2 separate regions of the Ovis aries genome follow, and region 1 is linked to region 2. Evidence: chromatin contacts called from public Hi-C data. All regions are on one chromosome and are shown on one strand. Each heading gives the region's core, a stretch centred on a gene start, on an enhancer-like site or on the middle of the called end of the contact. The rest is flanking DNA. Distances are from core to core; before and after follow the strand shown. Region 1 overlaps NCOA1 (nuclear receptor coactivator 1). Region 2 overlaps NCOA1 (nuclear receptor coactivator 1).

Region 1 (7,050 bases), core at 4,030-6,529, 72 kb before region 2:
GTGGCATGCCATTGCCTTCTCCGATTTAACTGCTAAAATGGCTTAAATTTCTGAAAGATTAAATAGCAATCATGTATTTTGAGTTTAATGGTTTCATCACATCATAATTTATAATTAAGATAGGTTAAGTCTATTAAGCTGCAACTTAAGTTTGTCACTATTTTACATTGCTAAGAAAAAAAATTAACTTTTCCAATGTAAAAACAAAGAAATTAGAGGGGCCTGACTTAGCACACAGAGGGAAAAAAGAAACAATTATATAATTCTGTAGAGATTAATTAAATTCATGCATCTAATATTGGTGTTAAGGTTTTACAAATCATCTACAGAATAAGCCAAAAGGATACTAGTATCTGCTCTTAAGCAGAGGTTCCAATGTAGATTTTTGTGTGTGTGTGCATGCTGCTGTTAGGATTTCTCCTGTCTAAAATGGGTCCCTGGGGAACTAGCAAGAAGAAATTCTATTACTATTTTCTGATGCAATAAAGGGAGAGGCCTTTCTAGTACTGAATTTAAGGAAAATACGTAATGACTCTGCCCCAGTTGTTATGGCAATATCCCTATCAGGAATATAAAAGTAAAATGGCTACAATTTCTGGCATATTCCTTTTTTGTAATTTTAGTTAAACAATATTTAATTTTCTTAAGGAAGATTTTTTTCATTAGATCATGAAGTCATAAATTAAACTTTTATTATAAATTACAGTTTGTACAGTTCACAAAAGAAAAACATTTAAACACAATTACATACTCCACTTATTATCAATAGGGATTCTTGCTTCTACAATGTTTTACTTACAAATTACTGAGGAATTACTATGTTTACTTGAATAACTTGCATATTTCCCAGCAAATATCTGGAACTTAATTTACAGTCATCCTTACAAGCCTAATTTATCTTCTAGAGTCTTCTGTTTATCAAAGACTGGTACACTTACTAAAAATGATAACCAGTAGCAGAGTTAAATTAGAATCTAGATTTAGCACTTCTCTCATCTTTGGTTGTTTCTTTAGATTTCTAAGATTTCTTAGAGCTCCAGATATATGGGTGAGGGTAGACTTCATATGTAAATGCCTCTATGTAAGACAGCAGGAAATTAGTCAAAAAATCAGAGCTTTATTCCCAGGATTTGCAACTAACCTGCTTTTGTGACATCAGGTATAGGATAACTTCTTAGGAACTCGGTTTCTGGAGTCTGTAAAATAAGGATATTGGAGCAGATGATCTCCCAGTTCATTTCCAATTAAAATCGTTAAGCTTACATTTATGGAAGTGTAGGAAACAGAATTGGAGTTAAGTCCATTTGAGACTACAGCTATGTATGTAGGAACAGAAGATGGAAAAGAAATGTTGAAAACAAAATACAAAGATCACATTTAAAGTTTCCTCTCACAAGTTAGGTTTGGGCTTATGACTGAAAATGGCCAGAAAGCCCACCACTTTTATTCAAATCCCCAGCATCGTCCCTTCAAGATGCCACTATTCTAATGTCCACAGGAGTGCAGCCTATGAGTGTGTTTTCTCACAATATAACCCTTCCTGTACCTGGTCCAAGAAGAACTGATCCAGCTCATCTAGATCAGGGGTTAGCAGATTTTTCTGTAAAAGGCCAGACAGCAAATACATCAGGTTTTACAGGCTATCCAGTCTCTGCACAGGATAGTAAGTACTCAATTCCGCCTTCAACGTGCAGAAGCAATCACAGACTACACAAAAATGAATGGGCATAGTGGCTATGTTTTAATAAAACTTTACTGAAAACAGACTGTAGGCAGGATCTGGCCCACAGACTGTAGTCTGCCAACTCCTGGTCTAGATCACACCAAGAAACAAGATGGCATAAATCAGCTATTCTAAATTTTTCCGAGTCCTTTCACAGCCTAGAGTAAGAGACAGCATAATACAGCAGAAATACTAATGCAGGCACTTCATGTGTGTGTGCATGCTTGTGTGTGCATGCATGTGTGCACGTGCCCATACACACTCAGTTGTGTTCGACTCTTTGCAATCCCATGGACTGTAGCCCGCCAGGCTCCTCTGTCCATGAAACTGCCAGGAAAGAATACTGGAATTGGTTGCCATTTCCTCAGTTCAGTTCCTACTCCAGGGGATCTTCCCAATTCAGGGACTGAATCCATGTCTCTTGGGTCTCCTGCACTGGCAGGTGGATTCTTTACTACTGTGCCACCTGGGAAGCTTCAGATGTACATACTAGATGCTTAATAAATATAGATTTCCTTTCTCTTCTCAATACCACCATCCCTCAAAATTTACTTCTAGAAATCACTTATTCTAGCCCTCTCACAAGAGGTGGTCCTTGGTCCTGACAAATATGCTCCTGGTAAAAAGTTGGCTTAAAGCGCAACATTCAGAAAACTAAGATCATGGCATCCGGTCCCATCACTTCATGGGAAATTGATGGGGAAACAGTGGAAACAGTGTCAGACTTTATTTTGGGGGGCTCCAAAATCACTGCAGATGGTGATTGCAGCCATGAAATTAAAAGATGCTTACTCCTTGGAAGGAAAGTTATGACCAACCTAGACAGCATATTCAAAAGCAGAGATATTACTTTGCCAACTAAGGTCCGTCTAGTCAAGGCTATGGTTTTTCCAGTGGTCATGTATGGATGTGAGAGTTGGACTGTGAAGAAGGCTGAGCACGGAAGAATTGATGCTTTTGAACTATGGTATTGGAGATGACTCCTGAGAGTCCCCTGGACTGTAAGGAGATCCAACCAGTCCATTCTAAAGGAGATCAGTCCTGGGTGTTCATTGGAAGGACTGATGCTGAAGCTGAAACTCCAGTACTTTGGTCACCTCATGCAAAGAGCTGACTCATTGGAAAAGACTGATGCTTGGAGGGATTGGGGGCAGGAGGAGAAGGGGATGACAGAGGATGAGATGGCTGGATGGCATCACCGACTTGACGGACATGAGTTTGAGTGAACTCTGGGAGTTGGTGATGGACAGGGAGGTCTGGCATGCTGTGATTCATGGGGTTGCAAAGAGTCAGACACAACTGAGCTGAAGTGAACCACTATACCACTGGAGAAGGGACAGCCTACCCACTTCAATATTCTTGAGTTTTCCTTGTGGGTCAGCTGGTAAAGAATCCGCCTGCAATGCAGGAGACCTGGGTTTGATCTCTGGGTTGGGAAGATCCCCTGGAGAAGGGAAAGGCTACCCACTCCAGTATCCTGGTCTGGAGAATTCCATGGACTGTACAGTCCATGAGGTGGCAAAGAGTCGGACACAACTGAGCGACTTTCACTTCACCACTGTACCAAGATTTTAGTGCTCCTTCACTCCTCCCCTTACCCATCCCGCTAATCCAAAGCTGCAACTTCATAACCTTATCCATCTGGGCCTCAAATGTCAGTATTACTTCACTCACTACTGGCCCTGGGGCAGTGTAAAAAAATAGAGGAGAGAGAGAAGAGGGTAGAGAGGGAGGAGATTCAGGTGGAGAGCAGGTGACTGGTAGCATTACCTCCTTTTCCTGACTCTAAAAAGGAGCCAGGTGCTAGCCTACTGTTAATTTAAATGAAACATGGTCTACTGTGGTGGGAATAAAGAACATTTCACTTTATGTGAAGTGCTCCCCACTGAAAGAACTCAGTTCTAACAGAAGGAAAAAAAACCACAGTCAGCTTTTTTCTTTTGCTTTTATCTAGATCACTCTACCTCCAGCTGTGAAACTGACTAATGTTTTCAAAGCTCCAAGGAGCTTACTAGTAACCATGGTTACTGCTTCAAAACAGTACAAAAAAAGTAGGAGGGGATAGCAATTTGAGGAGAAAAACAGTTTTCCTGATTTTCATCAAATGAAGCTAGGTAAAGTAACAAGAGATAGATAGACTGATGGCTGGACTCAGCCTCAAGACTGTTATTGAGGTGCTTAATCGCTTAGTCCCACAGATCGAGTACCTCAATGAATCAGTTTATCTTATCCAAGAGTGGTCCCCAAAAGCTAATTTAGTCCTTTACAATGAACAGTATCTTATAAACTCAACTAATATCCTTGCCAGGAAGTCAATGAATTTGCTTTCCAGCAGAGCAGTTTACTTGGGAAAAACAAATTGAAAGCATAAGGTTTTTTAGAAGTATTTGAGACTAAGAAGGTACCTATAGTTTTAATATAAAGCTGCCCAACTTATTCTTCTTAACCTTTATTAGTCAAAAGGTTTTCATCAAATGTTTCTCTTTTCAAACTTCTTAGCAACCTTCTCAAGTTAATTAATTCATACATATTCAGTGTCTATCATGTTTCAGGCATTGCATAAGACAACTGGATACATCACAATAAAGATGCCTTTATGAAACTTAACATCTAACAGAGAAGAGAGACAAAAAATACATAATTGCAAATTCTGTTAATGTGCTATGAAGGAAAAATTAAAACCTAAATGGTATTTACTGGGATATCAAGAAAAATATTCCAAATAGTAATAATGGGAGCCACCTTCACTGAGCCTTCACCAAGTGCCAGGCAATGTGCATTCTTAAGTTAATATGCTTTGTCTCATATATGTCTCAGAATGATTTATAAGAAAGGTAGAATTATTCTTGGTTTGCAGAGGAGGAATCTGATGCCTGGGAGATCAGGTCACTTGCCTACATATACTAAATTTCTGATTTTTCTTACCCATAATCACACATCTTTCCTACCACCTATCCAAATATCAGTATTAACTATTAAATTTTACTCAAGAGTTCTCAATTCTTGTTCCATCTCTACAAATAACTGACCCTGGGCTTAAATCAAGTCATTTCACCTTTTGGTCATTTCCCAAAATGAGGCAGATTAGATGATATTAAGGTTTTCCTAGCTTTTGAACTCTACAGTTTTATGATTACAAAAATTTTTTCCATATCAGCATTTATACTTATCATATTTTATGGATCATACAGTATAATTCAGGCAAGTATCTAAATATGAACAATTCATTAGTTAATCATTCCACAAATAATCACTGGTCACCTCTGTTCCAGGTACTCTTCTAGGTGTTAGTAGGCAAAACAGTTAAAAATCCCTGCCATGGTGGCACTTACAATTTAGTGAGAGGAGACAGATGATAAATAAAACAAATAAATAATGTAGTCTGTTAGAATACAGTAAGTACTATGGAGAAAAATAAATCCGGGAAGGAGTATAGGAAGTGCTAATTCCCCCAAGCCTCTTAGGAGCAGGAATTTGTTAGGCACTAAGGCAAATAAAGATAAGCACTACCTGAGTCCCTGCCCTTGACCTGATCCACTCAAGTAAATACAAATAGGAGGAATTTTAGAAAAAACAAATAAAGTACCATGGCAACACACAGGAAAGAGCCACAAAGCAGAGGCACCAAGTTGCAAACTGGATTTTGCTTTCTTACACACACACAAAAACAGAAAGAAAAAAAATCATGTAAAAAAGAATATTAGCTCTATATTTTAAAGTCATGTTTCAAAATTTTACAAAACCTTACTGATAAATGTTCTTTAAAGACAGAAAAAGATATAGACAGATTATTTTCCTGTTTGGGAAAACTATTATTAAAATACAAACTGATCAAAAACTACAGACTTAATATAAATCAAATAAAAAGTAAAGTATGTTTAAGAAACATAATCATATAAGAATCTATACCACAATAAAAGGGTAAAAGAGTAAATGTACAAGGAAAAACAAGGAAACTTGGAAAAAAAAAGAGTAATGAGGGTAGATATACCTTGATGATTAGGAAAACAGTTATATTTTCTCCTATTTGCATTTCCTTCTACTAACTTTTCTACTGTTCTACAAGTAGCAACCACTTCCTTGGAGAAGTTTAGATAAATATTTAACATTTGCCTTTTGAGTTAAAGAAAGGATTTTGCAGCAAGATAAGTCTTGAAGGTCTGATTTTCCCAAAGAAAGACATTTTTTTAACACTAATGTTTTCTGACCAAGCTTGAAAGACTCAAGAGTGCAGTTTCTTTCACTGTGGAGAGCAGATATCCCTTTTGCTCATGATAGCTAGAACATAATGCCTACTACCTAGGGTAGAAGGAGGATAAAACCGAGAGACTGCAAACTAAAGCCTCAAATTCCCGATTCTGGGGCTTCCCTGGTGGCTCAGTGAAGAATCTACCTGCTAATGGAGGAGACACGGGTTTGACCCCAGGAAGACCCCAAGTGCTGCAGAGTAACTAAGCCCATGGGCCACAACTAATGAGCCTATGCTCTTGAGGCCCAGAGCTTAAACTACTGAGCCCACGTGTCACAACTACTGAAGCCTGCATGCCCTAGAGCCTGTGCTTCCCAACAAGAGAACCACTGCAATGAGAAGTCCGAGCACTGCAGCTAGAGAGCAGCCCCCGCCTCAAGGCAACTAGGGAAAGCCTTCACGGAAACAAAGATCCAGCAGAGCCAAACAAAAAAACAAAAACCAAATCCTGATTCTGGCCAAAGGTCTGTGGGATAAAGACATTAAGACTGAGACGGGAGAAGCAAGTGATTAGACCAGTACCTCCTTTACCCAATCCAGGTCGAGGCTGCAAAAGGAAAGGAATGTCTGAAAGACTGAGGAAATCTGGGAGTTAGAATGGTTTCTGCTCTGCTTCTTGTTGAGTAAGTGGAAAGTCACCGCCTTCCAGAAACATCCTGTGTACCCCCACTGCCCACCCCCAAGCCATTCTCTCCCCTCATACACACCCTGGGCCCCCCAGGTGGTGCTAGTGGTAAACAACCAGTCAGCACATGCAGGAGACACAAGAGACAAGAGCGTGAGCCCCGGGTCGGGAAGACCCCCTGGAGAAAGAAGTGGCAACCCTCTCCAGTATTCTTGCCTGGGAAATTCCACGGTCAGAGCAGACTGAAGGCTATAGTCCAAGGGGGCCAGAAGGGAGGGGCCAAAGAGTCGAACACAACTGAGCGACCGAGCAGATACATACCTAGCACAAGTTGGAGCAAGCCACACCAGAGCATATGCACGGAAGCCCAAGCCAACAGAGGGAGGGGTGAGACCTGCTCTGGGGTCTCCTTTTTCTCCTGTGTGCCATGAAAGGCTCTGGGAAATTCCTGCT
Region 2 (6,989 bases), core at 1,479-3,978:
ATCTGAAAGCTCTTTATGTCCTCTCTCACTTTTCTCACCTTATAATCTTAGCAGTACATGCGGAAAAATTCTGGATCAGTTTTACTGAAGCCAAATAATCACTTTCTACCCGTTTCAAATACCTAGTCTAAAGGTGGTAGCAAACCATCTAAATTAAAACAACTTATAGTATCTACTCCTAGAGACATTAGTAAAAATTTCTCCTTTAACTGTCTCAAGACTACAAGTTCTTTTCACAAATAAATTAAATAATAAAATCCCCATTTAGACTGACACACAAAAACAATTCTTTTTTATTTCAATGACTCCAAGCAGGACCCTACCAATTCTAGTATTTGGCTCTGAAGAAAGCCAATTTTGCTCTACTGTAGTGGGGCAAAGATATTTACTGTCACTGAATATGCATTTCTTGCCCACATTGCCTAGTTCCACAAGTAGTGCCCTGTGACTACTTTTGGCCAATGGGTTATAAGAGGAAGTGACATGGGTCACTTAAGTGCCAAAAGCATAGTAACCAAGGAGGTTCCATGTTCAAGTATTGCACCAAACATTGTACTTCATTATTTTAACTACAGAAACCCCTCCCTCTTTGTTTTTAACATTTTCCAAGGGACGATGCTACAAGTCTCATTTCAAATCCTAGAAATCTAACTGAAATTCCATTTCCTGCAGGAAACCTACCCAGATCACGTTCCTGGCAATATTGGTAACACACTTACATGTGTACTACAGTAAAGGACTTGAAATGCACTGTGGTTCTGGCATATATAACTAATACAATAAATGGTCTCTATTTCCTATTATTTACAATGTGGTTGGTAAGAAAGGACACACATCAAAAGAGAAACAAGTATAAATGATAATAAATTTCAAGAGAGTACTAAAAATAAGTGCCAGAGGAGTTCCCCATATCTCATCTGGCAACTAAGTAAACTAGTTAGTTATATACTCCCTTATGACTTTTTTTTTAAATTCATGTATGACTGAAAGCAAAGGAGACTCCCTATAGGAATTATAATCTCCCTGAAGGACAGAAACTCTAAGATACAACTACTTCATGGTGCCCTTTACATTCAAACAACAGGTATTCCATCAAACTTTATCTTCTATTGAGGAGAATGTGTTGAAAAATTAAAACAGAAATGTAGTATTCCTCAAGATATTAGGAATCTGTGTCTCCAGCAAAGCAAAGGAGAGAGCTGAACACACATAAGGTTTTCTATTATCCAAGGCAAGTAGAGCAGGACACGGGAGAACAAAGAGTCACCAGGTTACCCACAGACTTCTGAACACAGCCCTTGACAGCCAGCTTCTTGTGCTGTAGGACTTACAAGCCCTCTGAGCAATATCTGATTTCCAATTCAATTTTCCAAATACTCTGAAACCAGTAAAGAGGATTCCTAGATATGTTGTATGAGTATTCCAGCGTGTTAGTCACTCAGTCATGCCCGACTCTTTGCGACCCCATGGACTACAGCCCACGAGGCTCCTCTGTCCATGAGATTTTCCAGGCAAGGATACTGGAGTGGGTTGCCATTTCCTTCTCCAGGGGATCTTCCCAATGCAGGGATCAAACCCAGGTCTCCTGTACTGCAGGCAGATTCTTTACTGACTGAGCTACAAGGGCACACATATAAAAAAAGGCCTATTTCTCTAAGCACATTAATAAGTACTTTATAAGTACTATCATGATTTAACCAATATAATTTGTCAAATATTTTAATATCTACAAGTATAAGACATTGCAGAGAACAGAATATAAAACATGATCCCCTTTGCCATTCTCACACCCTAATTTGGGAGACATGATGCATGAAAACAAAAACTCCAAAGTATAAATGCAGTATAAAGTGTCAAGTTAATAATAAAGAAAATAAATATTAAAAGAGTTCATTAAAGGAAGGGATTATTTTCAAATTTTGCAGTCTGAACACTTAACAAGCAAGTTGGAAACTGAGCTGAGCTTTAAAGAATATGCAGAATTTCACAGGATAAGGGAGAACATTCCAGGGAAAGGAAAAATAAAGGGTGGCAAACAGAGAAGCCCAAGGGATGTATAAGGGACAGTGCTGACGATTTTACTTTGAGCAGTTCATTAGGGGAGAGCAGCAGCAGCAGCAGCAGTGGGAAATGAGACCAGAAAAGCAAGTTGGTGCCAGACACTGGAAAGCTTTAAATGCCAGACTAAGGAACTTTATCTTGACAGTAATGAGGAGCCATTGAAGGGTTTAAACAAAGTAATGTAATGAAAATAAAAATTAAGATGATTGTTCCAAAACAAAATTTAGGACAGACTGAAGAAGCAACTCACAGGGACAGTGAGACCATTCTGGGGTACTTTCACAAATATCAGGCCTAGATTAGAATGACGACAGTGAGGAAAAAAGGAACAGATGTAAAGAGCTGATAGGACTTGGAAAGTGTTTTTAGCATATGTCAAATCAGACCTTAAGGACTCTGAAGAGCTGAGATTCAGATGCTACAAAGAGATTAAAACCACAGCAACTGCAAATTCCAGCCTACCCAGCAGGGTGTCCCTATACATGAATTGATATTGGGCTCTTCTATACATTCATGCATTGCCATCTCCACACTCATACAAGAGATCCACTCTTTTTCACTGGGATTTTAGGGAAAAAAGTGGAAAATGATATCTAAAAGCCGCTAAGTTATAAAGGCCAGGTAGTTGTACAATAAACAGATAGGAGCTCAAACAACTGTAAAGGCCAAAGGCACTGCAATCACATCTATTGCAAAATGGAAAAACAGACTGCGAATCCAGTCATACTGCGGGCCTAAGTAATGACATCAGATATATCCATTAAACTTGGCAAAAGACTAAGACTGGATGAATGGAGTTATTGAGGTCCCAATCCTTAACAAAAGAGGTTCTTAACCTTTGGGGAGGTCACAGACCCTTTTGGGATCTGATGAATTCCTCTCCAGAGAAAGACTCATAGAATTTTGCATATACATCATTTCAGAATGTTCATAGACACCACTCACCCAAAGCGTACTAGAGACTCTTAGTCCATGAATTCCAAGGGTTCTTAAGAACTCTTCCTAAAATTGGTGATTAAGAATTGATTATCTATTATAATAAGCATATTGACTAAAAATGATCTGACTTAATAGGGCATGTATAATTATTAGTGTGTCCTATGTAATATTAATTACATATGTTGTACAATAGGTATCTATGTGATAAAAAATACTATGTATGCCAAAATAAATTAAAGCAATAATAAGGTCCCCAAAGATATACAAAAATGTAATAAATGTAACTTAAACACTTTTAAAAAATGGTATGTATGGTAAGTCATTTTACATGTTATGCAACACTTTTAGTTTAATGGATGTGCTTATAAGCATGGAGCAGATAATGTATGATTAGGGCTTCCCTTGTGACTCAGCAATACGGGAGACTGGGGTTCGATCCCTGGGTTGGGAAGATCCCCGGGAGAATGGAAAGGCTACCCACTCCGGTATTCTGGCCTGGAGAATTCCATGGACTGTAAAGTCTATGGGGTCGCAAAGAGTTGGACATGACTGAGCGATTTTCACTTTCACTTTAATACACAGTACATGTTATGTAAGATAAAGCACATGTATCAATACATTTTGATTAGGTAGATCGTCGAATGCACAAAATACTTAGCAATGGGATTATTTAGAATATATTTATGTGCAGTACTAGTAGAGCACATGATAATAATGTTTCACTGTTCATGTGTAATTTTTCAAGAAATAGTTTAAGTAGAATTTCAACTTTGGGTGCTGATGGTGGAGTTGGAGCTTCTCTTAAGTCCTAGGAAGAATGTTATCCTCCTTTACTGATTTACAAGACCAGAGTAAAAAATACTTATACTACAAAGAAAAAAAAAAAAGTATATTTTTACCATATACTCCACAGTTAAAAAGGTTTTAAATGAGAAGCCATATAGGTATACTTATTTATAATTTATATATATTGCTCACTAGACCAATAAATTATGTGCCTTATAAAGCATACATAAAAATGGAAATATAAAAGAATGATGCTTATTATAATAAAATTTACCATTTTTAAACATTTAATTTACCTCTTGATGACACAGCTTGTGCTATCCCTAATAAATACTATTAATACTACCACCATTTTTGTTAAGAATAACATGTGAAAAGTCAAAGTCACTCAGTCGTGTCCCACTATTTATGACTCCATGGACTACACAGTTCATGGAATTCTCCAGGCCAGAATACTGGAGAATTTTCCCTTTCCCTTCTCCAGGGGATCTTCCCAACCCAGGGATCGAAATCAGGTCTCCCACATTGCAGGTAGATTCTTTATCAGTTGAACCACAAGGGAAGTCCAATAAGAGAGGGGCCCATACGAGGAAAAACATAATGAACACTAAATTACTTTTTAGTTTTGCTTTCACATTTTGTAATATAGCAACTTATAAGTCTGGTTCTAAATTCAGTTCATTTTCATAATAGGTAATTGTTTTATTTGGTTTTAACAGTAATCACAGCCCAAAAACATACTTCACAAAGATGAGTAAGACAAAGGGAAGAACTGCGTCACACCTGCTGCACTGAGTAAACCTCCACATGATATTCAGTCTTCAATCCTGTTCACCATTTATGCAAAAAGCCTTTGCTAAAATTCAGATGGTGCATTTCCATATTTCCTGATGACAATCAGTTGTTCTTACTAACTAATCAGATAGTAATGCCTTTTTAATTAATATATTCTCAGTTTTTACTAGATTTTTTATACAGGTCAGAAAATTCTGTTTTCAAGTTCAAGTGTACATATAAAAAATATTCTTAAAGATCATATCATCTTTAGCAATTAAATCCAATAATGATGGAAATAATTCCAAATATCAATTTTGGATGTTTAGAATTAGAAATATCCAAATATCCATTCCAAATAACTTCTCTTCATAACAGTGGATTTCATCTTGAAAGGTAGTTACTTTGGGGGCCACTGTTATGAATTTACCAATCATCCCAAAGTGACAGATTAAGTGTATTAATTTTCATAAATATCAGCTAGGTAGTATACAATTCACAGACACCTGTAAGAGGGAAATGTCAGCAAATTTCAGACATTTGTATCTGAAATTTGTGTTTTTGTGAAAGAAAAATTGGTAAGTCATCCTCAGATTAGACAATGCTTAAGTCCTTTGTCTCAAGATGACCAGGTAAACTGGATGAAATATTTTATAAAAGATCTGCATGGTGACTTCCTATTGCAACAATACATGTTAAGAGTCTACTATTTAAAATAATAAATCTAAAAATCTAATTACCCAGGCTCCTACGAACTAAAAAACATCACAGCTGACTAAAAATAAAGAATCTTTCAAACAGACCCCTAGTATTTCTCCCATTTCCCAGACAATTGTATATAAATCCTACTGTAGAGACCACTGCTCTAAATGTGCCTGGGCTCCCAAGGGTCAAAGCCCTCCAGGAGTCCCTTCCAACCAATTTTCCTTACATGCTCTCAAAGTTCAAAGGACTTATCCTTAAAGGTAGTCTAATTATATTGTATCCATCTCTGAATCACTACCAGTTGGCAAAAGACACAACTGCAGCACATTCTGTGACACCAGTTGTCTTCAACACTGTTCCCTCAGTGTCATGTTGGCTAGCGATTCAGTCAAATAATAGACAGGGCTCGAACAAGGTCCAAGACTTTTCATGACATATCCTGCCTTAAATCCTTTCTGGAACATGGCAGGGCATAAATAAATCAGTACAATAAATCATGAGCTATATTCAGAGCCAGGGGCTTTCAACTTGCATGACCAATCTAACTTATACAGTGACATATATTTGCATAAGGAGATGACATTTTTACACTTGAAAAACAAGTCTGCTGCATCATCTTAAGAATGCCAAATGATAACACACTGTTTAAAGAAAGAGCTACTGGGGAAAAAAAAAAAAAGCACAAGCCAGTGAAAAAGATTTTGTACTAACTTCTACCAAGAAAAGGGAAAAAAAAAGTCTGTTCTCAAATATACATAAAAATGAGTAAGTTCCCAAGTGTGGTAAGCCTTACATATGGAATCATTTCAAAAACTATGAAAATATAAAATTTGGGGTGTAAAACCTGCCAAAAAAAGATCCACGTAGATTTGGAAAACTGGCACTTTTCATTTTCTTCCAGATCTACAAACTTCACTGTTCCTCACCACCTCCCTCCATTAAAATCCTTTAATGTCTTACAACTGCACCCAGAACATCTGGTTCCTTCTCCCACTTCAGCTGGTGCCACCTTCCTGCTTACACTTTTCCCCTTCATTACTCCCAAAATAACCCCAAGCTTTTCTGTCCTTTCATCTTTGCTATTTAATCTTCCTGAATATACTGCCCTCCTCCTCCTCACTCACTCACAGAGAAATCATCCCCTGCCTTCAATGTTCCCGTCCAACAACAAGCCCTCCACGAAACTTGCTCTGATCTCTTTTAAATGAAAATAATTGCTTGCTCTCCAGATTCCTCAAAGTATACTATTTCAGTACCTCTCTCATCACACTCTTCACATTTAATTAGTACTACAGGTATTTGTGTGTCATCTTATCACCTCTCTTAGGTCATAATCTCTGTAAAAACAGGATCTATATCTTATCATTTAACTTTTCTATGTTTTCACAACACAGCACCTTGAACAAAGTAAGCACTCTTATAACTATGTCTTGAATGAATGATTGAGTACACCCTTAGAAATTCTAAAGCAGATTTCCTGTACCATCTGGAATGGAGAGGGAGGCAGGACTTAAGACTGCAGAACGAGTATCTTTTCCCTAGTTTCCTCCAAACAAACTCAGCACAGTAAAGCCAGTATTACACATACAGGTATTTTCAAAGGCAAGGACACTTCATCCTTCAACTATTTGGTCAAACATGGTGTGATTACCCATATATATACAAACACACTCACAACAGAATATCTTCTGTTAAACAATTGAATCTGTGCTTGATAATAAAAG

What was found. A called contact is a pair of places that touch in the nucleus more often than the background predicts.
Region 1: a contact with region 2 is called in a Hi-C map of liver, with 2.2 times the contacts expected there. The contact joins two enhancer-like sites. A contact is called at or near these places in 3 of 16 Hi-C or Micro-C datasets (liver, mixed tissues and muscle).

The regions. Positions count from the first base shown.
Region 1 is chr3:32,145,195-32,152,244 of ARS-UI_Ramb_v3.0, reverse strand. NCOA1 (nuclear receptor coactivator 1) reads right to left here. Exons shown (of 22, transcript XM_060411940.1): 3 at 1,142-1,196. Among named protein-coding and RNA genes, the nearest start is that of NCOA1, 85 kb to the right of the region's middle. Within about 2 kb of position 5,279, at least 4 of the 54 cell types and tissues checked have an H3K27ac peak or open chromatin away from gene starts, as enhancers often do. A contact at or near this core is called in liver, where this site is marked.
Region 2 is chr3:32,070,855-32,077,843 of ARS-UI_Ramb_v3.0, reverse strand. The region is part of intron 1 of NCOA1 (nuclear receptor coactivator 1); the gene reads right to left. Among named protein-coding and RNA genes, the nearest start is that of NCOA1, 11 kb to the right of the region's middle. Within about 2 kb of position 2,728, at least 2 of the 54 cell types and tissues checked have an H3K27ac peak or open chromatin away from gene starts, as enhancers often do. A contact at or near this core is called in liver, where this site is marked.